Linked DNA regions of Ovis aries: region 1 is linked to region 2. The links are chromatin contacts, called in public Hi-C maps. All regions are on one chromosome and are shown on one strand. The core of a region is the stretch at or near the end of the contact, and the rest is flanking DNA. Distances in the headings are between cores, read along the strand shown.

Evidence for each region. Hi-C and Micro-C count contacts between places; a contact is called where the count stands out from the background.
Region 1: a contact with region 2 is called in a Hi-C map of liver, with 4 times the contacts expected there. The contact joins the promoter of TAF8 here to the promoter of TOMM6 in region 2. A contact is called at or near these places in 8 of 16 Hi-C or Micro-C datasets (blood, hypothalamus, liver and 4 more).

What each region holds. Positions count from the first base shown.
Region 1 is chr20:15,824,896-15,830,766 of ARS-UI_Ramb_v3.0, reverse strand. TAF8 (TATA-box binding protein associated factor 8) reads right to left here and starts at 1,681. Exons shown (of 9, transcript XM_027959184.3): 1 at 1,619-1,681; 2 at 692-848. The coding sequence starts at 1,663. It also overlaps a transcript of CCND3 not described here.
Region 2 is chr20:15,632,690-15,638,714 of ARS-UI_Ramb_v3.0, reverse strand. It overlaps TOMM6 (translocase of outer mitochondrial membrane 6), which reads right to left and starts at 3,957. Exons shown (of 3, transcript XM_042237283.2): 1 at 3,796-3,957; 2 at 3,154-3,259. The coding sequence starts at 3,923. The coding sequence ends at 3,163. PRICKLE4 (prickle planar cell polarity protein 4) reads right to left here. Exons shown (of 7, transcript XM_042237280.2): 6 at 5,339-5,543; 7 at 4,072-4,866. The coding sequence ends at 4,493. USP49 (ubiquitin specific peptidase 49) reads left to right here. Exons shown (of 7, transcript XM_060403180.1): 7 at 1-2,635.

The sequences.
Region 1 (5,871 bases), core at 432-2,931, 190 kb before region 2:
TTTTCCCTCTCTGCCTAAACCTTTCTCTCACTTCCATTCACAGGGATGATTCCTCCCAAAACACCTTAATGCCCAATCCCTCATCTCATCCTTCCCTACCCAAGGCCCAAAGAGGGAAATACACTGATTATGCACAAGCCTGTGTGAGACCATTCCAGGCTCCTAAATCTTAAGATACTTCCTTTTAAAAGCAGTGGTGGTTTTTATTTTCCATTTTCTAAAACTTATTCTCCCTCACTCTTTGTATCACATAATATAGCATTTGATTATATAATGTGTGGCATCTCTATCATGGGACTTAATCCTGACTCTCCAATAAAAGTGTAAATTATTTGAGCATAGAGAACAAACAGTAACAATAACACCACCTACAAGTCATTGAGGGCTTACATTTTCAGCTTTGACTGTTTTCATATATATCTCACTTATACTCAAAACTCCAAAGTGTGCAAATTATTACCCCTTTTCAGGAATAAGGAAATTGAGGTTCAGGAAGTTTAGTGGTTGACCCAAGCTATTAAGTGGCAGAGTGAGAACTTACACCCAGGTCTATCTTATTCTAAAGCCTGTTAGTCGCTTAACAATGTCCTTCCTTTTCTTAAACCTTTTCAACACTATCACGATGCAGGACACAGAACAGATGTTTGACTGGAAGAAGGCCTACTGTTTCCTATTGTTTCCCGGTACTTACAGCTCTGCAGCATCTCTGTCAATGTTTCCACAGATGCTTTCTCAGCACTCTCAAACCCTGCCTCTGTCAGCAGGGAGCTCACAACCACTTGCAGGGTTCGCCTCCGGGCCAGATGGTAGTTATCAGCAGGGTTAGTGGACTGTTTACTTCCTGATCTCTGTGAATCAGCAGCCCAGAAACAGAGAACATTTTTATTCACTGGACAATGATGCAATTAGAGCTCACATACTGTCACTGGCAAGCAAAGGTTCTTTTGCTAAATACTTATCGGTACTCTTGGCCAAATGAACAGTAACTGAGCATCCTAGGGGCTCTAAATTCGGAGACAACCTTTCTGCCTACCTAACACTTAACAATTTCATAACACAAAGCGGCTGTTTTTTCTATTTTAGCAGATTTTCAGAATATATAGCTGAAGAAACATGCATGATGGGATTGGAACTCGTGCCCATCTCCCAGAAAAAAAGTGATCTCTCTCTCTCGTTCTTCCCATCTCCATACCATTTCACTAACGAGGAGAGTCAAAGCAACAAACAACACATGAAGCTAAGAGGACAGAAAAAGTAGGAAACCTACATTATTTTGAAATGCGAATCCCTCCCCAACTTTAGCGGGCCAATAAGAAGGCGAAAACGGCCTCAGTGGACCAATCAGGAGCTGTTCCGGGTTCCCAACCCCCCCCCCCCAACAAAGAACGGGCCAATCAGTAGACAGGTCCACCGACTCCGGAGGCCGCCGCCAAGTCTCGAGAATGGCGGGGGAGGGGGCGGGGGGGTGGCAGTCACATACGGCCTGAAAGACCCTCCTCCACGCAGGGTTCAGGGTGGAGCTGGGTTTCTGGGTATGGGCTCTTAGCCCGGATAGGGGGAAAGTCGGGAATGCCCCGACTTTCTCGGCTTCGGCCCCGCGCCTGCCTCCCGCCCTTACCGTTCCGGAGCCCGCAGCCCCGGCAGTGGCCGCCGCGTCGGCCATCTTGCCCTGGCGTAATGTGCGCGAGTGCGGGGCACGACGGGACTTGTAGTCAAGGGGCGGGGCGGGAGCCAGGGGCGGGGCGGGAGCCAGGGGCGGGGCGAAGCGCGCCGGGCGGAGCTTTCCGAGGCCTTGCGAGGTCCGCAGGGTGACCCCCCCACCGCAACCCCGGCTCACGTGACCTTTTGTGAGCGGTGGGTTCAGTTAGCCCCGGAAGTTTGCCCCGGAAAATGAGCCCACGGTTTCACACCTTTTTTTAAATGAAATCGCTTTTTCATGAAAAGCACATCCCTGGGACGCTCCGAACTTTCCTGGATGGTTGTGTGGGGTTCCGCTGGGTCCCCATTGATTTGCTCTCTAGGAGAGGGGCCTGGGAACCTGTATTCTTAAGTCTCCAGGTGATTCTTATGAGCGGGAAATCTGAAGGGAAACCCTGTTTTGTGCTGGGGTCTCCGCAGCCCCACTTGGAACTAGAGCTTCACAGCCACCCAGTTCTGGTGTTCCGGTGCATCACGCTGCCCTCTCGCCCTGTGTGAATCTGCAGGCGTTTGCGGGCGAGCCTGAAGGCGCCGCTGGCTGGAGGCTGTCGCTCGCCGGTCTCCCTCCCAGGCCGTTGCGTCCACGCGGTGCCTGTGGTTTTCTGTGGTTCGCTCGCGGGTCAGCCTCCTCCGGATGAGGGGGCGGGGGTCTTCCCTGCACCGCCCCGTTTGCGGGTGTCTGGCAGGACGCAGAGGCTGGATTTGAACCTCAGAACTCGCCAGCTCTGGGTCTTCGGATACATTGCCTGACTTCACTGTGCCTCAGTTTCCTCTCTTGTAAAACTAGGATGGGATGAGATGGATAGGGGTTGGGGGTGAGCTAATACAGACGAAGGGTCTATCATGTGCAGACTTAAGAGTAAGAGGTCAAGAAACAGCGCCTAATGTTTATTTCCTGCGTGGCGAACGGATGAGTGGAAAATGCTCAGAGGCCGATGACTGGAATCCTGCGCAGCGCCTGCCCGCCGGGAGCACTTGTGCCTGGGGGGCACCCCCATCACCCCCTCACCTGGGGCGCGTGGCACGCGTGGGGCGGCGTCTGAGGGCCGGGATCGCGGCGCCCGGCGAACCGCCGGGAGGAGTCGGGGCCCAAACCTTCGCTGAGCGGAGCACCCAGCCCCTTTGTCTCCCCCGCCCCCTCTTCCCCACTTCCTGCCCAGCTTTAAACTCGGGATTGGCGGCGAGGCGCCGACTTTGTAAACACGCCGCGTCTGCGGCAGCGGAGGCTGGTTCTGTTTGGGCGCCTGGGGGAGGGGTGCACGCCCCTCCCCGAGGCTGGAGGTGGCGACCCCCCTACACACACACACCTCCCCAGAGACAGAAGCCAGAGGCGGCGGGAGAGAGTGTGTGCGGCCACGGTCGATGCTCCGGGGGCTCACCTGCCGAGAAGGTAGGCTTGAGGGCTGGAGAAACCAAGATAGATGGGTGTCAGCGACACCCTGCTTTCCTGGAACCTCCAAGCTGAGACTGGCGGGGGATCCGGGATGGGGGGCGGTGGTTAGAGAGGTCACTGCGTCTCATCACCTCCCGTTGTCTCTCAAAGCTCAACTCACTTTCTCTCTGAGTTGCACGTGGCTGAAGGGCAGAGAAGCCCCCCCCCCCCCCCCACCCAAAGCTCTCTGCTTTCTCTGTGTCCGCACAGACCCCCTGCAAGCTGAACTGGAAGCCCAGTGCCCTCACTGGGCTTTCTGTTGTCGTTCTGCATACCTCAGAGATGAACTGGGAGGCGGAGGGAGGGCAGAGGGTGGGCAGGGAGCCTTGGGGTCCTTCTGCCAGCCGGGGCCGGGGGAGCAGGCTGGAAGACAGGACGGCAGAGAGGGGTCTCGCAATGGTGGTCTCTCTAGTGTCTGATGGGTAGATGGCATCTACCGACAAGTGATGGCTCTAGCCTCTTCTGTGTCTTTTAATGTGTCAACAAGAGGAGTAACTGAAGACATTGGTTGCTGTTACTGAGGGAGCCTTAATGTATTCATCTGCAAACATTGATTGAGCACCTACTGTGTGTCTGGGATTTGGCTGGGATGCTGAGGGTACAAAGGTGTTATTCATCCACAGTGATCTCCCCTGAGTCATAGAACAACAGAGACAAGATGCCAAGTTGGGGTGGCTGGGAAGGCTTCAGAGAGAAGACATTTAAGTTGGGTTCTCAATGATGGAAAGTCAGCAGGCAGAAAAGTGGTGGGGTCTTTGTGGGCAGCTTACTCATTCTACAGAGCTGGACTGAACCCTGACTGTTGGGTTGGGCATTGGGAAACAATGGGGACACAGAAACAGCTGCTGCTCTCTTTAACCCTGCTGTCTAGACACGAAGAAGAGATAGGAATGAACAGGATGGATTCTGGGAAAGGCATGTTTCTGGGCTGGTTCCCAGGACCCCAGAAATTCCCAAGTAGGTGCAGCAGGGAGAGTCCACACAATGCTGGGGTACCCACCCCCCAGCCCTGGATGCTAAGACTGTTTCCTGTAACAAATCGAAGCCCCCAGCTCAGTTCTCCTTGGCACTAGAGGTGAGTGAAAAGAAGTGGATCTGCCATTGTTTTCCTGCCGCTGCTTCTGCATTTTCAATTCCCAGGCTCACTTGAGAGATGGCTGACACAACAATTTATGAATTCATCCAGTTGTCTGCTGAGACCACACTATCTGCACAGGCTAAATAGTGGGGGCATAAGGGCAAACAAGTCAGAGCTTCTATTCCCCAGGAATTCGGGATCAAAAGCATCTCTGAGGATTCCACCAATACCCCAGTCTCTGCCCAGTCTTTGAGACCATGACCTCCATGGTCCCAAGTGCCTTCTCTTTTCCATTTCTATCAAGGGTTCAGAACACTAGCTAAGGCTTATATAGCACTGTCAGGCACTCTTCCAAATGTTTTAGGTGTAATGTCTCCTGTAATCTTCCCAACAGGCCTGTGAGGTGAACACTAGTATTATCTCCATCTTTGTTGTTAACTCGCTAAGTCATATCCAACTTTTTTGCGACCCCATGGACTGTAGCCCGCCAGGCGCCTCTGTCCATGGGATATCCCATCTTACAGATGAGGAAATTCGGGCCTGGGGGAGATAATTTTCCAGAGGACAGGGTTGAGATTTAAACCCAGGTTACTTGACTTGGGAGGCCCTGTTCTTAACCATTGGGATAGCCCACCTCCTTGACTGACCACATGGAATGTGCCCTTAAGCCAGGGGCTTAGGAATTTCCCAAAGGGAGTCTGTGGTCCTGTATCTCAAATGATGCAGAGGAGAGCAATTTGTTAGCTGAGTGTGGGTGCAGGTGCTGTTTACAGGGAGCCCCAGCAGGCCTGGATCAGAGTTGTGGGGACTACACAGAGCTTGTATCCCTTCCTAATGACCCTGTGTGTGTGTGTGTGTGTGTGTGTGTGTGTGTGTGTGTGTGTGTGTGTGTGTATTCTCCTGAGTAAGCCTCACTCACAAACAGGAATAAACCAAGGTTTGATGCAGGAAAGATGCATGGAGGTGATGTGCCAGAATCTAGGGAGATGGGAAACCAAGACACTTCTTTTGTTGGGAATCTTTAAGAAGAGCAGAATCCTTCATGTTCTGGACCCCAACTTGGTAGCTGAGTCAGGAAGATGGTCAGGGAGTGACCTTAAGCAGTCTTAAGACACGCACCTTTCTTCCTCACAGCCGCTGCATCCCAGAGCTGCGTCCCCAAACTGCATCTGCACATCTGAGATGCATCCCTCTAGGTGGACCGGGACTCAGCCATGATGCCAGCCAGGTCACAGGGCGGAGGCTCCATGGATTCCTGCTGATTTTCCATTATCTCTCTGGAACTAGATTTCCCACATGAGGCCTCTAAACAGATCTGGGGAGGCCCAGAGGTCCCTCTCTGCCTGCAGTCAGACTAGCTCTAGTGTCTCAGGGGCAGGTGGCGGGGGTGGGGGGGGGTGGAGGTGGGGATGGGTGTTGATGCTGGGAGTTGAGGGTAGAGGGTGGTCACACCTCCATCACAGGTAAGCAGGATGTGAAGATCAGAACTGTGTGGACCTCCAGGCTGCTCCTCGGCACACACACACCCCCTCCTCCTCCTGTAGGGTGGGGTGTGATGGAAGCCTTGGCAAGCCCCAGCCCACTGCCCCAGGCGCTGTTCTTTTGCTTGAGAACAGGTTGTACTCTTGAGAAACCACAAGAGGAAGTTTAGGGAGGGCTGGGG
Region 2 (6,025 bases), core at 2,708-5,207:
CTGAAAATTCTACTGTAATGTCCAAAATCTTTGTGTTTGATTATTCATCGGTGTCTCCTTTTCAAGGCAAACTATATACCCTATTCTTTTTTACCACCCCTTATATTCCGAACATTAACTCAGGCCTTTTTAAAATCAGGCTGGGAGGGCTTCCCCTTCCTAAACATATAATATATCCCTATCTGAAGTTTTATCTTTTAAGTGGAAGGGTTACTTTTCCAGCTGGTTGGGAGAGCACAAATGTTCAGAAAAAGGTATTTAGTTTGTCTAATACTAGGCAACGTATAGTGCAAGTCAAACAAAAACCGTTCCTCCTGAAGTGGCACCTTCATTAGTTCTGAAGTTCTTCTGCACAAAGTTTCAGGAAGCAGTATAAAACACAGTCCCCTACATGTGAGCCTTTAGATTGTAAGGCAAGCCAGTGCACTGTGTAATATGCAAACAAGAAGGCTCAAGAACCTGTCCCAGCAACCCAGTCCCACTGATGGGGACGAGACTGAGTAGCTGTGGCCAAGAAGACCCGGCCTGCTCACCTGCAGGGCTATAAACAGCGTGTTCCTTTTACTCCCACCTTAGGGTTTCCACTGAGCTCCTGAGTCTTCACCAAAGGGTGTTTAAAAAGCTTACTCAAAGCACACTTGATAATTGGGTCCCTCAGCCTAATGACTGGCCTAATTAGGTGAGGAGGTTCTATCTGTGGAATAAAACCTCTCATGGCCACTTTTTTTTTCCTTACCAGGTAAGTATGCATCTCCCTGGTGGTTGATTTTTTTGAAGTTAGCACTAAAATTGAAAAGCGCCTTCTAAATATGACTGTGAGTTTAGTTTTTATCTTCCATATTTAAATTAACCATTTTCTTGGTCTAGGACTTTAACCACTGTGTATTCAACCCAAACACTGTTCTAAGCACACCTCAGTCACTAGAGCACTGAAGTGAATGGTCATTTTGTGGACTGTTTCCATACTAACTTCTGCTGGCATGTTTCTATTTCAGATCTAACTAGGTAGTGTAGGAGATTTTCCCATAGTGTTAACTAGCCTGGGCTAAACACCTCATGACAGGATGTAAAACACTTCCCTTGAGGAACAATGTTGTGTTGAAATGGTAAAAGCCAGGGTTTTCATTTACAGAATTCATAATTATCCATCAAAATTTGGTGTAGATTTGGTAGCTTTAACCTGCTAAATTCTTACCGCTTTCAGGAATTAAGCCAGTTGAAATGAAACTTTACCTTATCAGCTTATGGCTTTATAAACCAACAGCAACACTGTTACTTGAAGCTAAGACATCACATTTTAAGTGAAACTTGAATTACACTTTTGGAAGCTGCCATGTCTTTAATTTTGGCCATGTTTTGAATTTTACCTTTGAAAATTGCTATCAAATAGAACTTTTCACAGTTATGAGTAGCTCAGGTAGCAGACTTCAAGGATGTAAGTTTCACTGCTATAAAGAACAACAGGTGCTGGTATTTCTAGGCTTAGCAGTGGTCTGATACAGGCTGACGGGGCTTGAAAGTTTCCTTCCTGGTCACCATTTGGGGGGTGATAGCTTCAAACCCAAGCCTTACTTAATGTATGTTACTTTTCCTCATCTTAACAGCCTAGTAAGATACAAACTTGCCAGAGCATCTGTGATCACTATGTAGATTCTTAAAAGGATCCTGACATCATGTTAAGCCAGCCACAGGCCTCAATTCATACAGGCTCAAACTCCTTCCTCCTAATAGCTGGGACCTCCCTGATTAGAGCTCATTAAGAAAATGGTGCTTTTCTTTAACATATAAAAAACCTAAGTCTCTAACAGCTTTCTTAGCCAGATTTATGCCAGCAGGGTCAAGGAGGGACCATTTTATTCTATTTACCTTTAGTGAACAGACTGCTAGAGATAACGCCTAACTTAAAATTAGGCCACTGTGGTGTATTTATACTGACCCTCCTTCCCAATTCTTATCCTTTAATCCCATACCAGTTACAGAGACTTGGCACAAAAAAGTAGTATGTATATTTTTTAAACACCTAGTAGAGCAAATCAACTAGAAAAAATTGCCAAGGGGAGCCTGGCTGTATGTCCACACCTTCATCATTCTTTCCATGCCAGTTCCTTACATACTCCATTTCCAAAGAACCCCAAACTCCTGGACAGTGGCACTACCCTGAATTTTAGGGTCAGAAAATATCTCTTACTTTGTGAAGGAAGCAGCTTCCTCAAGCAGTGCTGCTTCAGAGCCCACTGCCCAGGCTTACTCACACCTTGCCTCCACCTGCACATTACTGCCCTCGAATCCCACTGTATTATAGCAACAATGCCTCCCTGGTGCCTGGAAAACCCACCTGGTGCACTAAAATGCTATGCAACACCAAATGGCTTCTTCCCATAGTACTGCTCAAAAATGGAAATTCCTCAAGAATAAGCTATTACCTATGCTAACATCACTGTATGGTGGCTACAGTTTCCATTTCTTTTTTTCTTTTACTATGAAACAAACCATCTGTTAAAATCCATGTTTGGGACTTGTTCCTGTCTCTCTCGAGTGTGAAATATAAATCATGTTTTTATGATTTTTGTAAATCTTGACTTTTTACACCTTGTTTTTGTAAGCTGAAGTTTTCTTATTAAAAGAATAAAATATCTTTGTGTACACGCTTTATTTGTTAAAATACCATTAGATTATTCCTCAGGACAAGAGCCAAGATCAGCCCCTGCAGAAACTTAGGAACTATGTACAGCATTTTACAGAACAGAAGACAATACTTTAGCTGAAGCCTGCCTGTTGAGCAGAGAAGGGTGTCCTGAGTGGACTCGGCAAAGAAAAGGAAGTCGGGCAGGGAAGGGAAGGTGCCATCTGACAAACTTCAGCCGCCATCAGGGCAAGTCTGGTGATGGTCACAGATTGGAGGCTGTTTTTGAAGGGGTCGAGTACAGCACAGGGATTCCATGTGTCTGCAATCAGACAACAGGTGGCATTAGAAAGGTAAAATTACTGGAGTAAAAATTGCTAAATCCCTTGCAACATCTGGAAACTTATCTAACTAGGAACAGCCAAGGGTCTTTTGTCAAGTCTCTTTCCTATTAGTCTGTGAACAGGTGATCTAAGTTATTTCTTCTCCCAGCCTCTAGGACTTCTGAAAGAACAGTGGTTAGTGCTTACCTACACAGGCTAGACCCCAGGCTGAGGTGCCATTAGGTCAATGTCACTCAAATTTCTGGCCAGCCAAACTCCAGCAGCAAAGAGTCCCAAATTGAGAATCAAGTTCCTGGAAAAAGGAACGCATCCTATTAACCCTGTGGTCACTGAGTCACGTGTCTGGTTAACGAGAGACTTGTGGGGGGGGGGGCCGGTTCCCATAATCACACACTGGAGGAAGCCGTCCCCTCCTGAGGCAGAAGCACTTCAGAATCGCATGAGCACTGATCGGTACATAATAGGTTGCCCAAGACCACATGGTTATTTAAGGTTCGTTTCTACGTCTAATGAGAGCAGGGTCAAACGCAAAGGCCAATTAAGCACTTGTCCAGAGCCAAAAAGCCTGTTTGTTGCAGCCCCCTCCCCCAGGGTCCCCGTGAGCATAGCTTCTCTAGACAGAGCCTGGTGACTGAAAAGAGCGCTTCGGCAGCACGGAAATCCTCCCGATCAAGGACCTCAGCAAAGCACAGCCAGAGCCACAAAGAGGCCAAGATGTGGGTGATGTAAAAAAATCTGGAGGAACCAGTTCAAGGAAGGGAAATCCAGGGGGTACGCATAACGCGCGCGAAGGGCCGGAGAGGGACCGAGCCCCCGGGCCTCGGTTACCTCCGGAAGTCATTCCTGTCGGTGGCGAAGCGGTAGACGCCCCGAAGCCAGTCCCCCACGTTGTCTGGAATTTCGGGAGCTTCATTTGCTGAGCCCGCAGCGGTCACGCCGGCCCCACTGGAAGCCATAGCAGCACCTCAGCGCTCTGTACGAACGCTCGCCACGCACCGGGCGGGCGCCGACAGATTACGCAACTTCCGGCCTCACACTTCCGCGGGCCACTGGCCAACAGAGGGCACAGCGGCTCGCGCATCGACAGGCGCCTGCAGAACTTCCCGGGTGCGCGTCCGCCACCTCGGCCAGGGGTGGAGCGCCGCCGTGCTCCAGTCTCCCTGGTCGGGTTCCACTTCCAGCTCCGTCCTGGCCTTCGGCCGGCGCACCGGCTCACAGTCCAGGTGTTCTCCGAACCAACTTCATTGGTTCGGGAGGAGAACGCTGGGGATGGGGCCGCCCGGCCTGTGGGTGTGGGGCAGGGGCACTCAGCGGGGGATGCGTAGCTTTGAGGAATGGGCTTCTCCAAGTCTCCAGGAAGAGTCATAAAGTGCGCGGGCTGAAAGGAGGCAGTCAAACCTGTCATCTCGCCGCCCCTCCCCAGACGTGGTCCTGATTCAGTCTAGGACTTAGAGGGGTAAGAGAGCCTCGCTCTCTCGCCTTACATATCGCAACCCCCCAATTCCCCTTTCTCCAGGCTGCGCCACTAGCAAATGGTACAGTGCCTCCTGGAGGTGTCGCTGTCCCCAGTTCGGAGAGGGGCCGGGGTCTCCCAGGGCCGAGGAAGGCGATGGCCTAAGAAAAAGCCTTCGGGTTCCGATTCAGAGGAAGAGGAGCAGGTGGGGCAGGGAGCGTCCTTCTTGGGATCAAGGGGCGTCTCTAGGCGGCCCTGCGCTTGCCCTTGGCGTGCCTCCGTCTGGTCTCCAGTTCGATACTCCTGCTCCGCGCTGGATCCAAGAATCCCAATCCGGGTTTCCAGACTAGAGCTGACGGCAGTGGCGAGAAGGGTTGCCCGGGAGATGGTCGCAGCATTCGGCTGGGCGCAGTCCCGGTCTCCAACTCTGCAGAGCCCCTCCTCTCCTGTTCCGGGCGGGGTCAGAAACGCCCATCTCAGAGCCGCGAGTCTCTTTCTCCCAGATTCGGGCGGGGCAGCGGCCAGAAGCCAGTCCCAGTCCGGGCCCAACCTCCCGCTCCGCCCCGAGCCGTGCGCGCCGCCGCCGTGGGTCCGCTCCAGGCTCCCGCCCCTCCCCGCCTCCGCCCAGCAGAGGGCGGCCGCGGCCCCAGCCCAGGAGCGAGTCCCGCGCCGCAGCCCCAACGGCGGCGCGGGGTGGGTTCTGGAGGCCCTCGGAGCGCGCCGGCCAGGGACGCGCGGTGAGAGCTGCGGGCCCCGAAGCTCGGGTCTGGGGGGGCGGGGGGCGGGGCGGGGGCGCTGCTGGAGGGGCGGGACGGCGTGGGACCGGGGTGAGGGTCCCAGCCCGGGAGAACCACCCCCCTCAGCCCAGCCCGAGCCGCTGCCCCCTTCCCCTTTGATCTTAACCTTCTCCTCCCTTACCCGGGGACGCCCTGCTTTCCAGTGTCGGGGCCGGACTCGAACCCGCATCCGAATAGCGACGCTCAAAGCAGCTGGGGCAGCAGGGGCCGCCCCCCGGCAGGGCATAACGTCCCCCGCCCAAGGGCCCGGCGCAGTCCTGGCAGCAGAAGTGATTTTCGTGCCAGCGCTGTCCCTCGGCCTCGGTGCAGCGCTGGGAGAAAATCAGCTGAGAGAGGGAGAGGGGGACGGTTCATTCATTCATTCACTCATTCATTCATCCAATAACCACGCCTTATACCCAGTTGACGCTGAAGCACGTCTACAGACATTCCCATTTGATCTACTCAAACACTCTCAGACGCGGGGAGGGCTGATTGGATTAGCCAGGATCCCCCAGCTAGCAGGTGGCACATCCTGAAGAAGTGCGACCCGGGTCGCCTGGACGCCCATTCCAGGTTTCCATACTGCCTCTTGTGCAGACACTGAACGAGTTCCTCGCTGGAGCAGGAACAGCACTAGCATACTGAGATGATCGTCTGTCCTAGAGTCCCTGCTCTGGAGAAATTGAGTCCATGAAAATTGGGGGGACTCTGCTTACGGTGGGGAAGGGCACAAAGGCAACGGGCCCCAGGTACCCAGAGCTCAAAAGTCAGAGCAAGGTGAATACAGAAGTCCCAGACTGATTTCCAGTTCTCTGTACCCCACTCC